Linked DNA regions of Ovis aries: region 1 is linked to region 2. The links are chromatin contacts, called in public Hi-C maps. All regions are on one chromosome and are shown on one strand. Each heading gives the region's core, a stretch centred on a gene start, on an enhancer-like site or on the middle of the called end of the contact. The rest is flanking DNA. Distances are from core to core; before and after follow the strand shown. Region 1 holds the start of PFDN1 (prefoldin subunit 1). Region 2 overlaps CYSTM1 (cysteine rich transmembrane module containing 1).

Region 1 (5,844 bases), core at 1,961-4,460, 77 kb after region 2:
ATAGACAACTGAATATTTATTTTTGTTTTACAACCTGATCAGACATCTAAGATTCATGACTTGTGTGACTACTAATAATTAGGTTGGGAAGAGGAGGTTAAAACTATAACTACTTAAAAAAATCTTCACACACAAAACCACTATAAACATCTTTTCACAACAAATCATATTTTTACCATTCAAGCTACACACATAAGTACCTAAGTATGGAGAGAAGAACTTGGAATAAATATTTTTAAAATGTACTTCAAAGTTTAAGATTAAACACATTTACCTAGAACTCAGTTTCTCATTTAAAAGAAAAAAGATATTTGACCTAGTGTTCTTTAAAGCTACTATGATACTTTAACCCAAGTTGTAAAGTGAACAAATTCTATGACTTAATTCAGGTAAACTTCTTTCAGGATAACCCCCTTAAGGATATACTTTACTTACATTCTTCCTACACCTTCATACATGTTAGTCTCATCTACCAAAGTCATAATCTCTGTATCTGTAAGATGTGCATGCTTTTTCGTTCTGTTCAGCTGTTCAATCTGTACATCTGCAAGCTTCACCTTCTGTTGAGTGTCAATAACTTTGGCTTGAAGCTCTGTGAAGGCCTAAAAAGAAATAAGTCCTTGATTTAGTAGGTGCAACATTTTACAGTAAATGTCTATATCAAATCTATTAAAATGAAGCCTGTTAAACAGACAAAGCCGTGAAATTTACCACAGCAAACATCTCAAAGCCAGTCTGCTAAAAACTTGAGCCCTGAACAATTCAGTGATTAGAAGCACTGACCCTCTGTGCAGTTGAAAATCCAAGTATAATTTATAGTTGACTCTCCATATAGCAGTTCCTTTGTATCCCTGGTTCTACATTTGTTGATTCAACCAACTACATATCATGTAGTACTCTAGTATTTACTATTTTAAAAATCTGTGTACAACTGGATCCCTGACGTTTAAACCAATGCTGTTCAAGAGTCAACTGTACTGAACTTACCCAGTCCTCAGAAGATGCAACCTATCTGAAGAAGCTGAACAAAGGCACGGTAAATAACAACCATATCAAGTAGCAGGTACCCAAGGATTAATAAAAGCTCTAAAGGCAACAATCACAAACCCAGAGACCCAAATCAGGAACCATTAATGTAACAACTCACCACATCTGTACTACTCAAGATTATTTAAAGCACTTTCCCACACTTGTTTGAAATATTAACATGTGAATATTAATATGAGAATACTGACATATAATAAATGTCTCATTTTCTCTTTTCAATAATCCTGAGTTAAGGATGGCAGATTCATCAGCACAGTTTACAAATTAACTAAATGTTTTAAAGAGATATAAATGACTTTCACAGGGCTGAGCAACTACTAGGTCAAAAACCAAGTACTTAATTAACTTCTGACCGCTAGTTACTGAATCTTTCTACTCTACTATCCACAGTAATATTCAGAAAATGAATATTTTAAGAGAAAGACACACAAAAAAATTCAAAGCATTGATAAAAGAATTGCATCATGATCTTCATATGCACACGATAAGCCAAACTTGACCTCTGAGTACTGTTAAAAGGTTTTTGATACTTCTGAAGTGCCTAGAATGATTTTCACATGCTGTCAAATTCTGACTTAATAATAACATCTGTGGCTGCAATACATGGCAAAAAGCTACTAACTTTTATTCTGACTTTGTTCTCACCTACTAGTAAGGTTTCAAAAGGTTTATCTAGAGGGGAGAGGAGGTACCTAAAGTTTCCTATTAGTCTCCATCCCTTCCCCTCCCCCCAAAATTATAAACATTAAAAGACCTTTAAACAAGTTTCTTCTGTAATTTTATTGGTTGACAAAACTACCCAATTTAAGTCTGTAATTATCTTCTTAGTTTGCATTCACTGTCCACAGGTTTCCCAGCAACAGACTGAAATAATACTGAGGGGTAAGTCCATTCATAGCTGTATTCTATTGTTAGCTCTCACTAAACCCTAACTTAAATTTGAACTTTTAACGGAAAAAAAAGGTAAACTTTTAAAACACTTTAAGACACAGTTTGGTAAGGAAGCTAGTATTTTGTTAAAGCTGAGATAATACAGCACTAGACAGCACCATAAGGAGTAAAGGTACAAGTTCCAAACAAAAGGCAATACACACACACAAATCCTCAGAGCAATAATACACTGCTTCATCTATTACGTGGAAGAGCTACTTCAACTGTCTTATTTCTCATGCAAAGATAGATTACAAGACAGTCTTAAACAAAATTTGCTCTTCTAACCTCAAGTAGTGGTCAAAAGGTGGAAAGTGAGGCAGAGAATGCAATATTCTAGAACCAAGCTTGGGCTGACTCTTCTGTTAAACTGTTTCCTTTTCTAGAAAAGTATCAGTTTAAAGTAGATGAAGTCTAGGCTCCTTTCCAATCCCCATTCTCCTTCTCTTCGCAAAAAAAAAAAAAAAAAAAAGGATACGCTTTTGAGTCGGTAGTGGTGTTAGAATCCTGACAACTCTCAGGTGGTGAAAACATTTCTGTGTAACAACACATTTCTAGGCAATTGTTTGAAGAGAGAAACTCAATTCCTTCTGATACCAATTTGATCTGGAAACCTTTGACTTGTTTCTTCTTTGACAAATCTTTAAAAACGAGGGTGGGGAGGGGGCGGTTGTTGGCAAAGCCCTAAGATGAACATTGCTACGAGGATACCTGACTGAACTGTATGAAGCGACCTTACAAGATATGGGATTAAAGAACTGACCTAAAAACAGACTGGACTTGGAGTTTTTCAAAGCAAATTAGTATACAGAATTACAGATGCTACAGCTCGGGCAAGCAGGCTAAGAGGCTCCAACTGGAAGCGCTCATTTCAGGCCTCACTATGGAACTGAAGGCACCAAGAGCAACGAAAGGTCTCTGGAGCTCGGAACAAGGGAACAAAACAGCTATAGGCCCGCCAAACTTAACCAGGCCCAGCCCAACCGGCTCTTACCCGGCAAAGAGCCGCTCGCCCTCGACTCCCGCCTAAGGAGGCCCGGTCCCGCCTTTGCACTCTGAGAAACCACTCCCCATTTCCCTGGGGCCTCTTTCCTTCCGCAGCACTCGAGACTCACTCGACATTATTGTCCACAGTCGCCTTAGCTTCCAAAGAAAAGCTTCTGCCTGCTCAAGACCCTCTTTTACCTTCTTCAACTCCAGATCCACGGGGGCCGCCATCTTGCTTCACTACTGCGCCTGCGCAGTGGGAGAAGCCCGGAAAGAGCGTGGGGGAAGGGCGCGCCCTGAAGATTTGATAGGGCCTCTTCCTTCTGCGCCTGCGCATGAGTGGGGCTGCTTGGTTTTCCTACCTTCCCCGTCGTTATTAACGCCTGAAATAACCGGGATTCCGATTCAGAGTACGTCTTCCCCACGTGACCTATGGGCCTGCCGTGATTCTCCACATCCTTCCAAACACGGCACAATCTGCAGATTTCGTGTGTGTGTTTTTTTAATATAAATTTATTTATTTTAATTGGAGACTAATTACAATATTGTATTGGTTTTGCCATACATCAACATGAATCCGCCACGGGTGTACACGTGTTCCCCATCCTGAACCCCCCTCCCGCCTCCGTCCCCTCGTGTGTGGTTTTAACCACTTCGACAAATAGTTTAGTTTGTGTCGCTAAATTAAGATGTATGTAGATCAAGCTAAAACCTTTAAAGTCATTCATGCCTTCAGCGAGTCCTGTGCTGTCAGGGAGGGATGAGAAAGAATCAGCCTGAGTTTCAGACATGGCAGCATGGAGAAGACCAGAAGGCTTCAGTTCAGTTCAGTCGCTCAGCCGTGTCCAGAAGGCTTAGTTGAAGCGTTTTCCCAAAGAACTTATTTATACTGAATGTTCTCAGAAGACCTTGTAGACACAGGAGTTCTCACGAGAAACCAAATTTCTTTTTAAAAGAAAAAAAAAATGCAGATTCTCTGATCCTCATCCCAAACTTACTTAGAATCTTTGATATGGGGCACAGAAATACATACTTTTGCAAACTCCTTTTATGATCTGATCTAAGTGGACTGCAAACCACATTTTGAAAATCTGCTGTAAAATAGCTGGCATTTGAACCAGAAGGATGACTAGAAGGATGGACATGAAAGAAATGGATATCTTCCTTACTCTAAAAACCTGTGAGGCAGGGGAAAGGGCAGGGAGTTTGGAACTAAACAAATCTGTATTCAAGGTTTGGTCTACACTGAGCGTAGGTATGTCTGCTTCCATTTACTAGTTGTGTATCAACAGAGTCTGTCTCCTCATTTAATATGAGAATAACAGTACTGACCTAACAGAGTTATTCTGAGGAGTAAACAAGATCAGGATGGAAAGCTCCAAGCATAGCACAATGCACACAGTAGGCACACAATAAAAAGGTATAATTAAGTTCATGTAGTTAGCATTGTTATATTTGTCTTTCAAGATACAGCAAGCAGCAGACACATAATATGTATCCATTATGTATTTTTTTTATTTTTTACATCACACAGACCATAAATAATCTCTCCTTGGAATTTCAAGACTACTTCTGTTCCTTTTTCAAGACACATGACACTATCTGTCTTAAAAATTTTTTTTTATTAGACTTATTAGCTGTTCAAATGTCCATCATTCGACAAATGGATAAACAAAATGTGAGGACATTATGCTAAGTGAAATAAACCAGTCACAAAAAGACAAATACTGTATGATTCCATTGTACAAGGAACTTGGTGGTGGTGGTGGTGGTTTAGTCACTAGATTGTGTCTGACTCTTGTAACCCCATAGACTATAGCTAGCCAGTCATCTCTGTCCATGGGATTTCCCAGGCAAGAATACTGAAGTGGTTGCCATGTCCTTCTCCAATATGAGGGACTCAGAGTAGACAAAATCATAAAGACAGAAAGTAGAATAGTGTTGCCAGGGGCCAGGAGGAAGGGATAGAAAGGAAAAAATTTTTAATGTTATTTATTTCTTTTTGGCCATACTGGGTCTTCATTGCTGCACTCTCTAGTTGTGGTGCATGGACTTCTCATTGTGGTGGCTTCTCTCGTTGTGGAGCACAGACTCTAGGGTGCAAGGGAGTCAGCAGTTCAGCCACATAACTCAGTAGTTGTGGCTCCTGGGCCCTAGAGCACAGGCTCAATAGTGTGGTGCATGGGCTTAGTCTCTCCATGGGCATGTGGAATCTTCCTGGATCAGGGATCGAACCAGTGTCTCCTGCATTGGCAGGTGGATTCTTTACCACTGAGCTACCAGGTAAGCCCAGGAATTCTTGTTTAATAGGTGTAGAGTTTCAGTTTTATAAGATGAAAAGAGTTCTGGAGAGGGATGGTAGTGATAGTAACACAATAATGTCAATGTATTTAATACCACTGAACTGTACACTTAAAAATGATTATAATAGTAAATGTTATGTATATTTTACCACATTTTAAAAAATGAAAAAAAATATTTGTTCTTTTTTCAAATCTACATGTTCTTTTCTTTTCCATAATGATATGCAATGATATGTTCTTACCTAATGGTGAAAATAATTAAAACATAATTAACATAACTATTTTTTAATTTATTTCTGTCTTATCAGTTGAAATCTTTGGGGTATGAATTCTTCCACTGTTGGGCATCTGCTGGTCTTTCTTATGAGAGCTGATTTTCTCATTTGACTCATAAATTTTTTATTAGAACCTGTCCTCAGTGTCCAGCATATCCATGGACTTTAGAAACATCTCACATTCACTTTTTTTTTGCTGCACCTTGTGGCTTTTGGGATTTTAGTTCCCTAGCCAGGGACTGAACCCAGACCCTTGGCATGAAAATACCAAGTCCTAACCACTGGACTGGCAGGGAATTCCT
Region 2 (5,548 bases), core at 1,235-3,734:
CAGGACCCACCATCAACTCACTGTGCAGCCTTAGCTACCACCTCCCTTCTGAGCTCAGGATCCTTTTCTTACCAAAAAATGACTGCCACGTGATCTCCAAGGCAGTTTCATTTGCAATTCTGGCATCTGGGATGTTCTCAACTGCCCCCGTATCCACAACCACCTCTGTCCCAGTGGCCCCAGCAGGTCTAGCCCAAGGAGAGGGTCACAGGAGGTGGTGGCAGTCCAGTCTTACTTGCCAGACTGGTGTGAGATGTCCACATGTAGTTAACCTTTTTGTAGTTCATGAGAAAACTTTGCCATCAAGTCTGCTATTCATAGGACTGACTGTGCTGGACAGGGCGAAAGTGCAGGCTGGCCTGTGACTGAGCCCTTCTCTGGGTGCTCGGGCTGAGGCAGGCTGGGGTCGCCTAGACCCCCGGAAGGCTCGGCCGTGATGGCTGCTGGGTTTTGTCTAGCAGCTCCTCCTCGGAGGATGGTGGTGGCTGCACTTCTGGAGATCTCGGGACAGGGACCCACACAGCAGACTCCCACCCTTTCCAGACCAATCCACACCACCACTTGGCACTCTGACAGTGATCCTGGGCTGACTGACTGCTCAGTGGGGCGGCAGGCAGCAGGCATGTGAGTGGACGGATGAACTGGTGGGCCAGCTCCCAGACTGCTGTGCCTTGGAGTAGGTGTCTTGGGACACTGAAGCAAGGAGAGGGACAGGGTCGTGGAAGACATGGCTGAAGTTGCAGGAGTAGCAGGGCAGGCGTGAAGCCGGGAGCACCAAGGTTGTGATGGTGCACCAGCCCCACAGCCCTCCTGCTGTGGAGGAAGAAGCTGCACCTCACCTCTCCCGCTCTTAACCTCCAGACTCCAGTGAAAACCACACTCCCTTGACTGCCTCTATGCTCCTGGCCGCCCTTCATCCCCTACGCAGCCCTCCCCCAGCGTATTTACCTGGTGCTCATGGCCTTCAGAGCAGGTGGCAGAGGGGTACTGCCTTTAGGACAGCTTCCGTCCTGAGTGCAGCCCCCTTGTGCTGAGTAAAAAATGGTCCCGCCGTACGTGCACATCCAAGGAAAGCGCAAGTGCATCCTCAGCCAGCAGTGTGTTCTCTCTGGCTGCTCGGAAGGCGCAGGAGCTGTCCTGGGGCCGTCTTGAGATTGTACTTATTCCTCAGATGCATTACGATTTTTCCCTCTTCCTCCCTCTTGGTCTGAGCAGTAGGAGGGCTGTTTGGCATCCTCTGATACCTCGCGGAAGGCTGGCCTTCTTATGTTGTTTTGGATGCTGGTTTAGAAGATGGGGTGAAGACAGCTGAGCACTGACCACAGGCCTCCTGCCTCTGGCAGAGCTGTCACCTCCGCCGGGGGCACTCCTGGGGCGGCGCTGGGCTGTGGTGGTCTCAGCAGTAAAGGAGCAGCATGGGGTGCCCACCACTGGTCTGAGCCTGCACAAGAGGCCAAGGTACAGCTTCCTTCGTTTCTGGAGCAAGAAGGCCCAGAACTGTCTGTGAGGCCCCAGTCTGTTGTATCTGCTTCTCCTTACTAGCTTCCTGGGCTGGGACTGCAGACAGATGCAGGAACAAGAACTAATGGCCTGCTAAGGCTCAATTACCACTTCAAAGCCCTTGATTAATCATTTAAAATGTCTGAGCTGAGCAAGTCAAGGTTTCAGATTCCAGGATGGGGCTGACTAAGAACTGGAGCCTTTGGCTGAGTCTCCACTCACATTCCTGCCCGGGTCCCTGTGTGGCCTGGAGCCCTACTTGCCCAATGCGTGCCCGGAACCAGGGTTCTGAGTAGCCCATGTGAATACCTGCCCCCTGGGTGTACACTATGGTAGTCCTAGAATTTGGGACCGCTGGCTGGTGTGGCTGGTGGCCCTGGAGAAGACCCCAGGACTTGGCGAGCAGGCACCTGGGCCCAGGGGGCTGCATGCCTCCAAGCATCTTGCATCTGTCTTCTCTGCTTCCAGCTGAGGCAAGACAGTGGATGAGGATCCTCTGCCAGAGTCTGCTCAGCTCCCCTGGGCCTTTGACCTAGGCTGGGCCTCCAAGTCACACACATGCTCACTCACCCTTCCCTCTACATCCCCCAAGCCCGATACCACCACTACTCACGCTGTCTTTACACCTGCATTCATGTGGCAACTCTCAGTACCTGCCCCTCTGCAGGCCACACCCCTGGAATGGGGCTGAGGACACTGAAGGTTGGTACCAAAGGGCTGTGTCAGGGCAAGGCAGACAAGCTGGTGAAAGAACCCCTAGACCTGCTCTCCAACTCACCCACAGTTTTCTGGAAATTGAGAGTCTGTTCAGTCCCTTCCTGGGACCAGGGCACAGGCTGAATAAGGTGGCCTTGACTCCTGACACACTACGCAGCAAATGGGATGGTAAGCCTTTTGGGTGCTCTGCGTGTGGGCCCATCTCTGAAGGCCTGCCTGCATCAGCAGGAGCTGGCACCCAGGCTGGCCACAAGGGGGCACTGGACCCCTAAGTAGGAGCGCTGTGTGAGCAGCCCCTGCACATGCCAGACCCAGTGCCCCTCACTGGGCACTGACTGCTCCCACTGCACTTTTGATCCCTCTCCATTGTTCCTTCCTTTAAAAGAAAAAAAATTTTTTTTAATTCTGGAATAATTGTAGATTTACAGATGAGTCAGAAATAGTACAGTTGCTGTATACTCTTGGTCCAGCCTCCCTTAATGTTTAACATCTTACATAACCATGCCCCCATGCTCAGCTTGCCAGTATAGGCCAGTTGCCAGTAAGGCTCATGTGGCCTGGGTGTGGAAACACCTGTGTTAGAATCCTCTACGTCCCAGCTCCTGCTGGGGAACCAGTACGGCCAGCGAAGCTGTGGTGTATATACAGTGCCCTGACTTAAGGTACCCAGGGAGGCTGTCCCGGCCCAGGACTCGGGCAGCACAGCTGCATCCTGACTGCTGAGCTAGGGCAATATGGCAGCTCTCAAGGGGAAGCGGGGTTCACCACTGCAGGGCAGGGATGGGGACAGGTGGCAGAGTAGAGGATGTGAGGAGCACATCCGAGGTGGGGTGGGCAGACCAGACCGGCAGCTCAGCGCAGCAGGCCCCTCTGGAGGTGCAGTACCTCAGACTGCGCAGGTAGGAAGGGCACCTAGGAAGATGCAGTTATAAAAAACGGAGTTCCTGGGCCCCACAGTGAGTGCTGTGAGGTGTTCCTCAGAGCCTTCTCCTGTGCCCATCATCCCTGCTTTGGCGATGGGAAGAAAAGCAAGGAAATCACTTCACTCATACCTCCAGACCTACTTTACCACACAGACTCCACCACCACCACCCCCATCTTCTCTACAGTCTGTGGGGATAGGTTCTGTCCTCAGCTAATGCGAAGGAAAAAGTCATAATAAGGGCTTTGGAAGACTCAGTGCTCCAGGAAATAACTGACCGGGTTTCTAAGGTAGGTACAGCACTAACTACCCCCATCAAGGCTGACACAGCCCTCGGGCTTGAAGTTCTGTTTTTTGGGGTTTTTTTTTTAGCCAGACTGACTATTTCTAACCTCTGTAACCACTGTCTGGGGGTAATCAGCTCAGAGTCTCTACTGCACCAGGCTGTGGAGGACGTCATGTGAAATAAGCCCTGTCTAGGACGGATGTGGACTAGAGGAGGAAGGTGACAGAGGAAGCAAGACGGAGACATCTTTGTCTTCCTGATGAAGCTACCTGTGGGTCAGTGGTTCTGACAGGAGGAAGGGCTGGGAGTGGGGAAGCTGGGAGCAGACAGGTGTCCGGTGGGGCTGTGAAGGCCCTTAGCACGGACTGAGTAGTGAGCACCTCCATAAAGGCAGCTTGAGAGAGACTGCAGGGCCCAGCACACAGGAGCCCAGCCATGGACTAGGTCTCTGGCCTGGGTCCAGCAGGCTGCCTTTGCAGGGGAGGGAGCCTTTCTATCCTCGGGGCAGCAGAGCCAGTCCACTGACAAGGAGAATGCAACCAGAGATTAGGCAAGGGAAGCAACAGCCAACTGCATTTTGGGTTTCCCTGTCCAGCACTACCCATGCAGGATCAGGGGAGGCTGGGAACCTGGGTCGGTCATCGGGGCAGAAATGGCAGGTCGCGCTGCCTGGGGCTTTCCTGCTCTGGTGACCCCAGAGTTGGGTGGGCGCTGCCTGGTGAGAGAGGACTGTCCTGGAGCCCATTCACTCCCGGGCTCCTCCTGGTCCCTTTGCTATCTTAGCTGGGGCCTGGGCTCACATTCCTGCTCTGGCTGTTTCTGTGCTTGCACAAGAGACCTGACCTTCGTGAGCCTCGAGTTCCTTACCTGTGAGATGGGAACATCCAGCACACAGTTACTGTTAAGACTAAACCAGGTCATGGCCTTATCAGGTGGTCATCTTTTTGACTAGGCTCCCCTGGTGGTGGGTCTTGACTCCCAGACCCTGAACAGCTTTTCCTATGTTGCTGAATGGGGCCAAATGAGATTAGACCTGTGCCGTGCGAGAGGAGAAAGGGCTATCTCTGTGGAGGGCAGCTGATACAACAGAACTTGAACAAGCTCACACTACCCAGCGTGTTTTAGCTACTATACCAGGCTCGAGAGAGGAGCTGCCAAGCGAGGAGGTATAAAAAGATACGCAAAAACAGAACTGAAAGACGACTGCCCAAGGATTGGTTTAACTTAGAAGATTCACGTATTCATGAACTTGCAAAAAAAAATAAGATCCTTACTGCTTTATAACCTGAGTTTGATGATGGTAGCTGTTTTGAGATTTTCTTAAAAGTGTCTGCAGATCCTCTGAGGCCACAGTCAACCATCAGATATTCTAACAGGAAGTGAGGCTGATGTCAGCCACAAGTCAGTTGATGAGTAAAGGGCGGCTGGGGGTCCTTCTTGATCTAGGGATTGTTCAGCACTCATCTCTCCTAATAGAGCACTTAGCCCTGACAGGGTTCCAAGTTCCTACTCCATTCAGAGGAAACACAAGAGTACCAAGCTCCAGCCGTACCCTCCCACTTACCCAGGTTTTCATCCTACCTTCCACTGCTTTGTGCAAAAGTTTAGAGGCTGGAGCACATTCTGCATTGGTCAGGTATGAAAAAAAAACAAGATTCTTGATTAATCTTTTAAAGCCTAAAGCCCCTTTAGATTATAGTTACCCTCTTGCTCTTGGGAGATGGCTTAGGTATATCTGAGGAAGCCCCCCCAACCCCCCGCCCCCAGTTCCCCTGTAAGATTTGGAAGAGGGTGCTCCCTGGTTTATAAACCAGTAGTGTTGGCCAGCTCTGGCCAGAGCACAACAGACACTCCTTACTTAACTCAGGCTGGCCTGGTGTGAGGCCACTGTGGAGGTTCCCCTGGGCTCACCCTCCTGCGGGGATGACTGTCCTTAGCAGGAGGGGGGATAGTCCTAAGCAACCGTTTATGCGTTCATCACTGAGACTGCCTCAGCGGCTCTGGCTGCTGCGCGGAGCTCTCCCTTGGTCTGGGTGGTGCTGGCCCTGTAGGGCCTGGGGTTTACTATTAAGTTACTGTTAGAGTTCACTCTCACCCTGTCCCCTTCCCCCTGCAGTGTACGT

Evidence for each region. Hi-C and Micro-C count contacts between places; a contact is called where the count stands out from the background.
Region 1: a Hi-C map of liver shows a contact between it and region 2, with 2.0 times the contacts expected there. The contact joins the promoter of PFDN1 here to the enhancer-like site in region 2.

What each region holds. Positions count from the first base shown.
Region 1 is chr5:49,169,887-49,175,730 of ARS-UI_Ramb_v3.0, forward strand. PFDN1 (prefoldin subunit 1) reads right to left here and starts at 3,211. Exons shown (of 4, transcript XM_004008862.5): 1 at 3,163-3,211; 2 at 436-602. The coding sequence starts at 3,195.
Region 2 is chr5:49,094,062-49,099,609 of ARS-UI_Ramb_v3.0, forward strand. CYSTM1 (cysteine rich transmembrane module containing 1) reads left to right here. Exons shown (of 3, transcript XM_042250959.1): 3 at 5,542-5,548. Among named protein-coding and RNA genes, the nearest start is that of CYSTM1, 67 kb to the left of the region's middle. Within about 2 kb of position 2,485, at least 18 of the 54 cell types and tissues checked have an H3K27ac peak or open chromatin away from gene starts, as enhancers often do. A contact at or near this core is called in liver, where this site is marked.